2 separate regions of the Mus musculus genome follow, and region 2 is linked to region 1. A link is a contact called in public promoter capture Hi-C data. All regions are on one chromosome and are shown on one strand. The core of a region is the stretch at or near the end of the contact, and the rest is flanking DNA. Distances in the headings are between cores, read along the strand shown. Region 1 holds the start of S100a2 (S100 calcium binding protein A2). Region 2 holds the start of S100a9 (S100 calcium binding protein A9 (calgranulin B)).

What was found. Capture Hi-C pulls out chosen DNA fragments and counts their contacts.
Region 2: a promoter capture Hi-C map of adipose tissue shows a contact between it and region 1. The contact joins the promoter of S100a9 here to the promoter of S100a2 in region 1. A contact is called at or near these places in 10 of 39 promoter capture datasets (the C10 cell line, cranial neural crest, embryonic stem cells and 6 more), 2 of 15 datasets of contacts at CTCF or cohesin (the G1E-ER4 cell line and embryonic stem cells), 70 of 484 Hi-C or Micro-C datasets (B cells, the Ba/F3 cell line, CD4 T cells and 35 more), 7 of 115 datasets of contacts at active chromatin or transcription factors (astrocytes, bone marrow-derived dendritic cells, embryonic stem cells and 4 more) and 5 of 9 other capture datasets (adipose tissue, embryonic stem cells, liver and 2 more).

The regions. Positions count from the first base shown.
Region 1 is chr3:90,587,631-90,591,668 of GRCm38.p6, forward strand. S100a2 (S100 calcium binding protein A2) reads left to right here and starts at 2,617. Exons shown (of 2, transcript NM_001195760.1): 1 at 2,617-2,724; 2 at 3,672-3,878. The coding sequence starts at 2,617. The coding sequence ends at 3,878. It also overlaps a transcript of S100a3 not described here.
Region 2 is chr3:90,693,090-90,697,623 of GRCm38.p6, forward strand. S100a9 (S100 calcium binding protein A9 (calgranulin B)) reads right to left here and starts at 2,632. Exons shown (of 3, transcript NM_001281852.1): 1 at 2,579-2,632; 2 at 2,044-2,208. The coding sequence starts at 2,196.

The DNA.
Region 1 (4,038 bases), core at 1,367-3,866:
TTTCTTTGACTTCCTGGCATCCTCTTCTGGATGCCCCAGCTGTATTTTTGGACGCCAGTTTTCTAAGGGTGGTCAGGACTGTTTTTCTCTCTTTCCACATGCACGCGCGCGCGCGCGCGCGCGCACACACACACACACACACACACACACACACACACACACACACACGAGTGAGCACAGGCTGTGAAGTTCCCACCCACTCTGTGTCACTGCATTCTCTGACACTGGAAGGAACTGTGACTCACAGGCATAACATGAAAACCAGGCTTGGAATGAGTGTCTAGGCTCCAGAATAGGAGCTGTCTCCTCTCATCCCTGACCAGGCTCCCTATCTTAGTCAGGGTTTGTACTCCTGCACAAAACAGCTTGCACTCCCACATCGCTGTTCATCACCAGAGGAACTTGGAGGCAGGAGCTGATGCAGAGGCCATGGAGGAGTGTTGCTTACTCTCTTGCTTCCCCTGGCTTGCTCAGCTTGCTTTCTAATAGAACCCAGAACTACCAGCCTAGTGATGGCACCACTCACAATGGGCCCTTCTACCTTGATCACCAAGTGAGAAAATGCCTTACAGCTAGATCTCATAGAGGCATTTCCTCAAGGGAGTCTCCTTTCTCTGTGATAACTCCAGTTTGTGTTAAGTTGACACACACAACTAGCCAGTACACTCCCCATTCCCACCACACCTCTGTTTTCTTGCTGGGGCCTAGATGAGCTCAGGTATGCTCTTGGTTGGGCCTGGAGGTTCCTCCAGCTGGTGCTGAGACCAGTGCTACCTGGGAGGGAATATATGGGGTGGAAGGAGGCCAGATTTTGCCAAGAACAGGTTAGGACAAGTTCTGTTTCTCCAAAATGACAAATTGGAGGTCAGTTGGGCTGGCATATAAATCTCTACCCTGGGTGTCTTGACCATTTTAATTCCTCCTGGGTCTCTCTGCTATCTGATCTGGTGAGTACCTCTGTCCTGTAGAGGACTTGGGTTTCTATCTTCGTTCCATCTTGATCCTGGTCCTTGTAGATTTTCTTTGACTTGCTGGTGGGATCTCTCATTTGAAGGGATCCTCTCAGTGAAGATTCAGGTGGAAGGGTCTTTCCCACATTCTCCTTTGAGGGCTTAGGGGCTTACTCTGTTGCTTGTTCTCCAGTCTCTGTGTCTGAGGTCTCTGTGTCTCTCAGTTTAGATATGACTATTTAGGGAACTTTTTTTGGGGGGGGGTGGTTAGGCCTAGGAATAGGTCATGGATATGTGAGCGGTGTTTTTATAAGAATCCTGGGGTTGGTGAGATGGCTCAGCGGGTAAAAGCACTGACTGCCCTCCGAAAGTCCTGAGTTCAAATTCCAGTAACCACATGGTGGCTCACAATCACCTGTAATGAGATCTGATGCCTTCTTCTGGGGTGTCTGAAGACAGCTACAGTGTACTTACATATAATAAATAAATAAATCTTAAAAAAAATAAAAAAATATTAAAAAACTATAAGAATCCCCAATTTGAGGCAGATACAATGGAGCCGGCCGGTAATCCCACTCTCAGGAGACTGAGGCAGTAAAGTCATGAGGTCAAGGTCACACTAGGTTGTACAGTGACATGTCACAATCAATACTGAGTTGTTCTTGCTTTTGCAACGTCTCGGATTCTTTTAGGACTAAGAAGGCAGAGAGACAGGCTCTCAGTGCTTAGCCCTGCCTGGGTCCCTAGTCCTGTCTGTAGTGGCAGAGCCATGCCCAAGGCTACCTCCTGTGCTTTTCTAAGTAGATGAGGGTGGGACTAGCAGAGCAGGGCTGGCAGCGCAGGCTGGAGGCTTTCCTGACTCCAACACTGCCTCCTCTGGCCTTACTCTGGAACCCACTCAATATTCTTAGAGGAATTTGGAAGAGGTGACCCCTGACTTCTGACCGTATCTCTTCAGCTTCTAGCCTGACCACAAGACACTGGCCATTTAATTTCTTCAGTTCTAACTTCAGCCGAATCCTTCCTGTTGGAGAGGATGTTGAGTCACTTACATCCTGCCTAGGCCCTGACTGCAAAGAACCAGCACTGTGCACACAGCTAAAGCTCAGCCTGGTAGCAGGCACACCTGTCACTCTACGAGCGTCCCTGGTATGAAGAAGGAAGCACTCTTGCTTACGGGAGCTTAAGATGGCAGAGACTCTGACCTAGAGTTTGTGAACGGTTTGATCCCGTCATGGAGTCTTATACTCCTGGGCTGTTCTGATGATTATTGCCAGGTGATTCTGGGAGCCCATGGACACATCTGTGCTCTGCATTCCTGGCACAGATAGGAATCCAACTGAGACTCTAGATATCCTGCAACCCCTCCCCTTCTCATGCCTCTCCTCATCTCCCATTGGACACTCAGGCTGGAAGATCTACCTTCAGAGATAGGTCTTCAGGACACAAGGTTCTGCTCTAGATGACTCGCACAGCACAGGAAAGTTTAACGTCTGGTTACAGTGTAAAGTGGAAGTGTGGACCCTCGTCCTTAGACAGCCATACTTGCAGGGCAGAATGCAGGCAGGCGGTGACTTGTCATTCCTGGAGGGGCTTGGTGACACAGAAGCAGGCCTTGGAGACTGGACTTAAGGCGTCTAGTGACCTGCAATAGGTTGTGGATGTGATGGTCTATACCTTCCACAAGTACGCCAGTCAAGAGGACGAGAGGCTCAAACACAACAAAGGGGAGATAAAGGAGCTTTTGCGTAAGGAGCTGCTGAGCTATGTGGGGGTAGTGAGGCAGGCCAGGAGGGGAGCCTGGGCTAGGTAGGGCAAGTCTGTTCCTGCTTTCATTTCCAAGGTGCCTGCTAGTGCCAGTGCCAGGGTGGCACTGAGGATTTCCCATCAGCCCTCATTTCACAGTCCCTGGGGTGCCCATTAGGTCTATATGTGAAAGGGCTATTGATGGCTTCAGCATTCTTGAGCACAATGCTATTGGGGGCTCCAGAGTCTATCTGTCTAATCCTGTAATTGGCTAGTTGAATGGTCCCAAACTCAGAGAAAGGTAGCAGCTGGCCATGGGTCACACAAGGACATTATTGGTGGGCATTAATTTCTCTTTTTATTTTACACATTTATATGCCAAACCAAGAATGTATATAGAGAGAGTGGATTCTAGCCAAGACATACACCCTGGGGCATTTGCCAGAGAAGCGCTGTGACCTCTCAATTTGTCTCCTGCCCTGTACAGACTAATGGGTAATTATAGAGCTAGGTCTCAGAACTTAATGTATGAGGCAGGTCTTGCCCCCCCCCTTCTTCATTTTGGGTTAATTCTTTTTCATTGTTTTGGCTGGTATGGAAAGGTTTGTCTTGTTTGAATTCATCCTACTGATGGGGGGTAGGGAGGGCAGTGAAGCTCTGATTTTCTCATTATCAAGATGAAGCTGGGGCCTAGCAAAGATTAGTTTCTTCATACTCTGAGGAATACCCAGGAACCCCCCCCCCCCCACACACACACGCACACACACTCCAGTAGGCCTATTGGAGACACTTACATCATAAGTCTATCTGTCCTTCCTTACTGACCTTCTTGGTACCTCACAAGGGTTTCCCGCCCACGGTAGACCTGGCTGCCCATCTTGGAAATAAAAGCTGCACGCTGATGTCAGGGAAGGTGTTGGAGGTGGGTTGGGCAGTGCCCCACTCCGTGATGACTCCTGTCCCTGTCACCTTCAGGATAACGTAGATGATGAGAAGGTGAAGAAGGAAATGAACAACCTCGATAAGGACAGTGACCAGCAGGTGGACTTCCGGATGTATGCCCTGGTTCTGGTGGATTCTGCTATCTGGTTTAATAACTTCCTTGAGGGGTCCCCAGCGCTCCACTACCTGCCGTGGATCTCTTGGTTGAAACAACTCTCTATCTTTTTAAGTTTGTATTAAATAAACTTTTGTTAGTTTGCTGGTGGAGAGTATTATAATGGCTCAGTGATGCCTTGTGCCTTGACTGGGTCAGTTAAAGGCCTGGGAACAGAGGAGATCCTGGTTTCTAACACCTTCCGTACTGTACCCCAACTTTCTGAGGCCAAAGGTTCTACTCTTT
Region 2 (4,534 bases), core at 1,382-3,881, 110 kb after region 1:
AACATTTGCTAAACACTTTTCATTTTTTCCTCAGAGAGCCCTCTGCCGTGGGCACTAGGACTTTGCCATCTCAAAGGCCAGGCAATTAATAAATATAGAAATATCCATTGTTTATCCTTATAATTACTTTAACAAATAGAAATGGAAACACCTTCTAAAAGGTAGGTCATTTTTGTAGGTCGTTGGCCCTGGGAGTAGAGGAGAGGAGATATAAATCTGGATTTGATTTGAGGCACAGTACTACACAGGTTGTTGGCTCTTTTTTTTTTTCTTTCCTCCTGGAGGATTTTTCTTCCCCTACTCTTCTCAGTATCTCTTGCAGTCATACCCCACCCCAGTCGTTTTCTGGGAGGCAACTAGTTGTTAAAGCTTGTTCAGTCTACTTAGTTGAGGAGGCACCCAAGAAACCAGGCAGCACGGGGTCTTAAAGGGGCAGAGCATAGTTTGCTCTGCTGACCACAAAGGGTGTGATACAGTTGATGGAGACTCAGATAAAGTGAAAAGATCAAGATGTGGTTGCTGACTATCATCTAGCTGCAAGGCTTGCACTCACTTGCTGGGACACCCTGGCTAAGCAGTACCCCTTTCCACAAACTGAGTAGTTCATGAGTAACTTACGTTTGAGGTTCCTGTTTCCATGGTTCTGGTAGAATATGTCAATATAGGAAGTAAAGCCCATGGGGGGGTGTCACAGAGAAGGTATCTTCTAACATAGCTTCAAGTGCAACCTCTGTTTACCCTGAATCAGTATCTTGCTTGTCTGATGTACTCACTTAAGAGATATCTCTGCCCCTAATACCTCCCATAGTGACAATTCTCTGATTTTCCTTGGTCCCAAGTTGGGCAGGGGACCAGCCGACAGAGGCTAGCCATATTATGGACACTTCTCTGCGGAAAAGTTATAAAAAATAAAGGCTTACTCTGACTCTGACACACACACACAGACACTCTCCCCCCTCCTTTTAGTTGTCCCCTTCCATGTTGGTCATGGTGGCCATCTCTGCTATTCTTTCACTTCATGCTACTTTCTTTAATGTCCTCACAATGAATATAAAAGTTCTTTTACCTAAAGGCTGGACTATGGCCTTCATCGTCTTGATGATCTCTATTGTAATAAAGCCCATCTTGAAGGGTAGTGGGTTTTAACTTCCTTCTCCAGGAACTAACTGAACCTGTCATCTCATTGTTTTAAGATCCCTTGAGTCTTTAACCAGGGACTAGGTTTCATTTAAAGTATTACTCCCTCAAAGGCTCTTTCTCTGTCTCTCTCTTTCTCCTTACCTACTATCTATTTATTGTTTAAAATTTTTTTAATTTTAATTTTTTTGATTTTTCAAGACAGGGTTCCTTTGTGTAGTCCCAGCTGTCCTGGAACTCACGCTGTAGACCAGGCTGGCCTCGAACTCAGAAATCCTCGTGCCTCTGCCTCCCAAGTGCTGGGATTAAAGGTGTGTGCCACCACTGCCTGGCTCCTACTATCTATTTATTATTTATTTATCTGTCGGTATATCTATTCGTCTCTCTGTCTATCATCTATCTATCTATCTATCTATCTATCTATCTATCTATCTATCTATCTATCTATCAATCTATCATTTATCTATCTTCCTCCTCCTCCTCCTTCTCTTCTTCTTCTTCTTCTTCTTCTTCTTCTTCTTCTTCTTCTTCTTCTTCTTCTTCTTCTTCTTCTTCTTCTTCTTCTTCTTCCTCTTCTTCTTCATCTATCTATCTATAAATCATAGTCACTCATTCCCAGACTATCCACAGAACTGTCTCACCATCCTCCCAACTCTTAGGTCATTGAATTCCCTTGTGTTCTTAAAGTTATGTGTCACCAACACTGGGATATGGGTTCCTAGATCATCTCTGCAGCCCTCTGCCCCAAATAGGGCACCACACATTGCAGATGTTCAACTGAACCATTTCCTGACTCATGGCTAACTTTGAGTGCCTCTAATGGCAGAGCCCTACTGCCCCCGGTGCTAGAATTTGTTCTCAGACTGCTGCAGATTGCACCCTCTTCTCTCACAAGCCAAGCCTCACCTTCATAAAGGTTGCCAACTGTGCTTCCACCATTTGTCTGAATTCCTTCTTGCTCAGGGTGTCAGGGTGTCCTTCCTTCCTAGAGTATTGATGGAAGGTGTCGATGATGGTGGTTATGCTGCGCTCCATCTGAGAAGGTGCTTTGTTGGCCATCTTCTTGCTCTTCTTTGAAAATAGGGGAAACAAAAGTTACAAATAAAAGAATGGGATACCAAGCTTCCCTGACCTAGTCTCTGGCCACTGTTAGGCAAGATAAGGAGGGGAGCACAAAATAAAAAGAACAGGTAGGGTGCTACATAATGGAGAGACAGCTTCCCTCCACATATACACAAAACAGAATTTTGACTATTGATGGAATGCAAAAAACAAAAATATTTTATAGCACAACATTCTTAGAAAAAGTGAAGGAAGATATAAAATGAATAGATCAACCTAGGAGGGCTTCAAGAGGAAGGCTTGGAGGAAAGTTGGCCAAGGGAAGGAACAAAAGATCTAGTAGGGAGACTCCTCTCCACGGAAAATGAAGCTTACTTACCAAGGCTAAAGAGTCACAGATGTTGGTAAGAGCAGTGTAAGCCCAGTATTTATAGGCAGCTCCTTGTTAGATACATGGTTATCTCGGGGAAGATTGCTTCACAGGTGAGCAGTGTGGTAACTCTGACAGTCAGGGAGCTGGGGTGGGGCAGGAAATGTTCACACAGCTCTGATGTTTTGTGAAATTCCCAGCCCTGGGCTTGGAGCTTGTTTGGGGGGAAACTGGTTAGTTGGCTCACTTCCCTTCCATCCAACCTCCCCCTAACCCCTCCCCGCCCAAATCTTAAGCAAGACAGCCTACCTGCCATCTTTGATACCTTTCATTTCCTTGTCCTGACTTGTAATATACAGAGGGTGGCAGGCGAATCATTGTGGCCATCTCATTCTGGCTCTATCCCCTGAGTTTATGGTCTGAGCCTTCTCATGTGTTTTCCTGGCTCCTTTGAGGAAGGGTGAGGGGGTCCTCATGGCGTTCTTGAATGGAATTAGTGTTAAGAAGCTCCTCAGAGGTGGTAGCTCTTTCCCAATGGAGAGGAATGTTATGTTCAGAAGGGGACTTAAGATCATTTAGCTAGCATGTGACCTAGCAGGGGCTGTACTCAGACATCCCAGTTCTTTTTAAGGGTATTTACTACTACATTCTCCCCCTTGCATCTGAGAGGGGAGCTATCTTCAGTGGTTCTCAGTGTCACTCTTCCAAATCCTATTCCCAGTTGTCATTTATGTCCCCTAGGAACTTATATCCTAGAAGGTAGCTGATTAAAAAAAATGATTGTTATTAGCCTATAACAACTAAACAGAACAATGACTTTCATATAATATATTTTGATAAAAAATTTCCTTCTATTTTCTTTTCTTATCCCATCTCTCTATTCCTCTTTTCTCCTTGTACCTCTCTGATAGTCTTTTTTCACATCCTTTCCTGGGGGCAGGGGTTAATTAAGTCACCCTTTACACATGCATCAGAAAGCAATGTTTCTTTAGTAGCCTGGCAGGGGCAGCGGGCTGGGCATCAAGGGTTCCACCCTCAGCCCTTACTTTGCTTGCATTTTCTTTTTCTTTTAACCTTAATTTTCATATAGAGAGAACATGTAGTGCTTGTCTTGTGAGTCTAGTTTATTATGTTTAACATGATAATCCCTAGGTCCATTCGTTTTCTTACAAATGGTACAATTTGTTCTTCTTTATGGCTGAATACTTTCTTTCTTTCTTTCTTTTGACTTTTTTTATTAGATATTTTCTTCACTTACATTTCAAATGCTATCCCAAACGTCCCCTATACCCTCCCACCGCCCTGTTCCCCTACAAACTCACTCCCACTTCTTGGCCCTGGCTTTCCTCTGTACTGGGACATATAAAGTTTTCTTGACCAAGGGGCCTCTCTTCCTGATGATGATCAACTAGGCCATCTTCTGCTACATATGCAGCTAGAGACATGAGTTCTGGGGGCACTGATTAGTTCATATTGCTGTTCCACCTATAGGGTTGCAGACCCATTCAGCTCTTGGGTACTTTCTCTAGCTCCTACATTGGGGGTCCTGTGTTCCATCTAATAGGTGACTGTGAGCATCCACTTTTGTATTTGCCAGGCACTGTGCCTGATTTGGTGGCTGATTATGGGATGGACCCCTGTGTGGAACAGTCTCTGGATGGTCCAACCTCTCATTTTAGCTCCAAACTTTGTCTCTACAACTCCTTCCATGGATATTTTATTCCCTATTCTAGGAAGGAATGAAGTATCCATGCATTAGTCTTCCTTCTTGATTTTCTTGTGTTTTGGAAGTTGTATCTTGGGTATTCTAGGTTTCTGGGCTAATATCCACTTATCAGTGAGTGCATATCAAGTGACTACTTTTGTGATTGGGTTACCTCACTCAGGATGATATCCTCCAGATACATCCATTTGATCAAGAATTTCATAAATTCATTGTTTTTAATAGCTGAGTAGTACTCCATT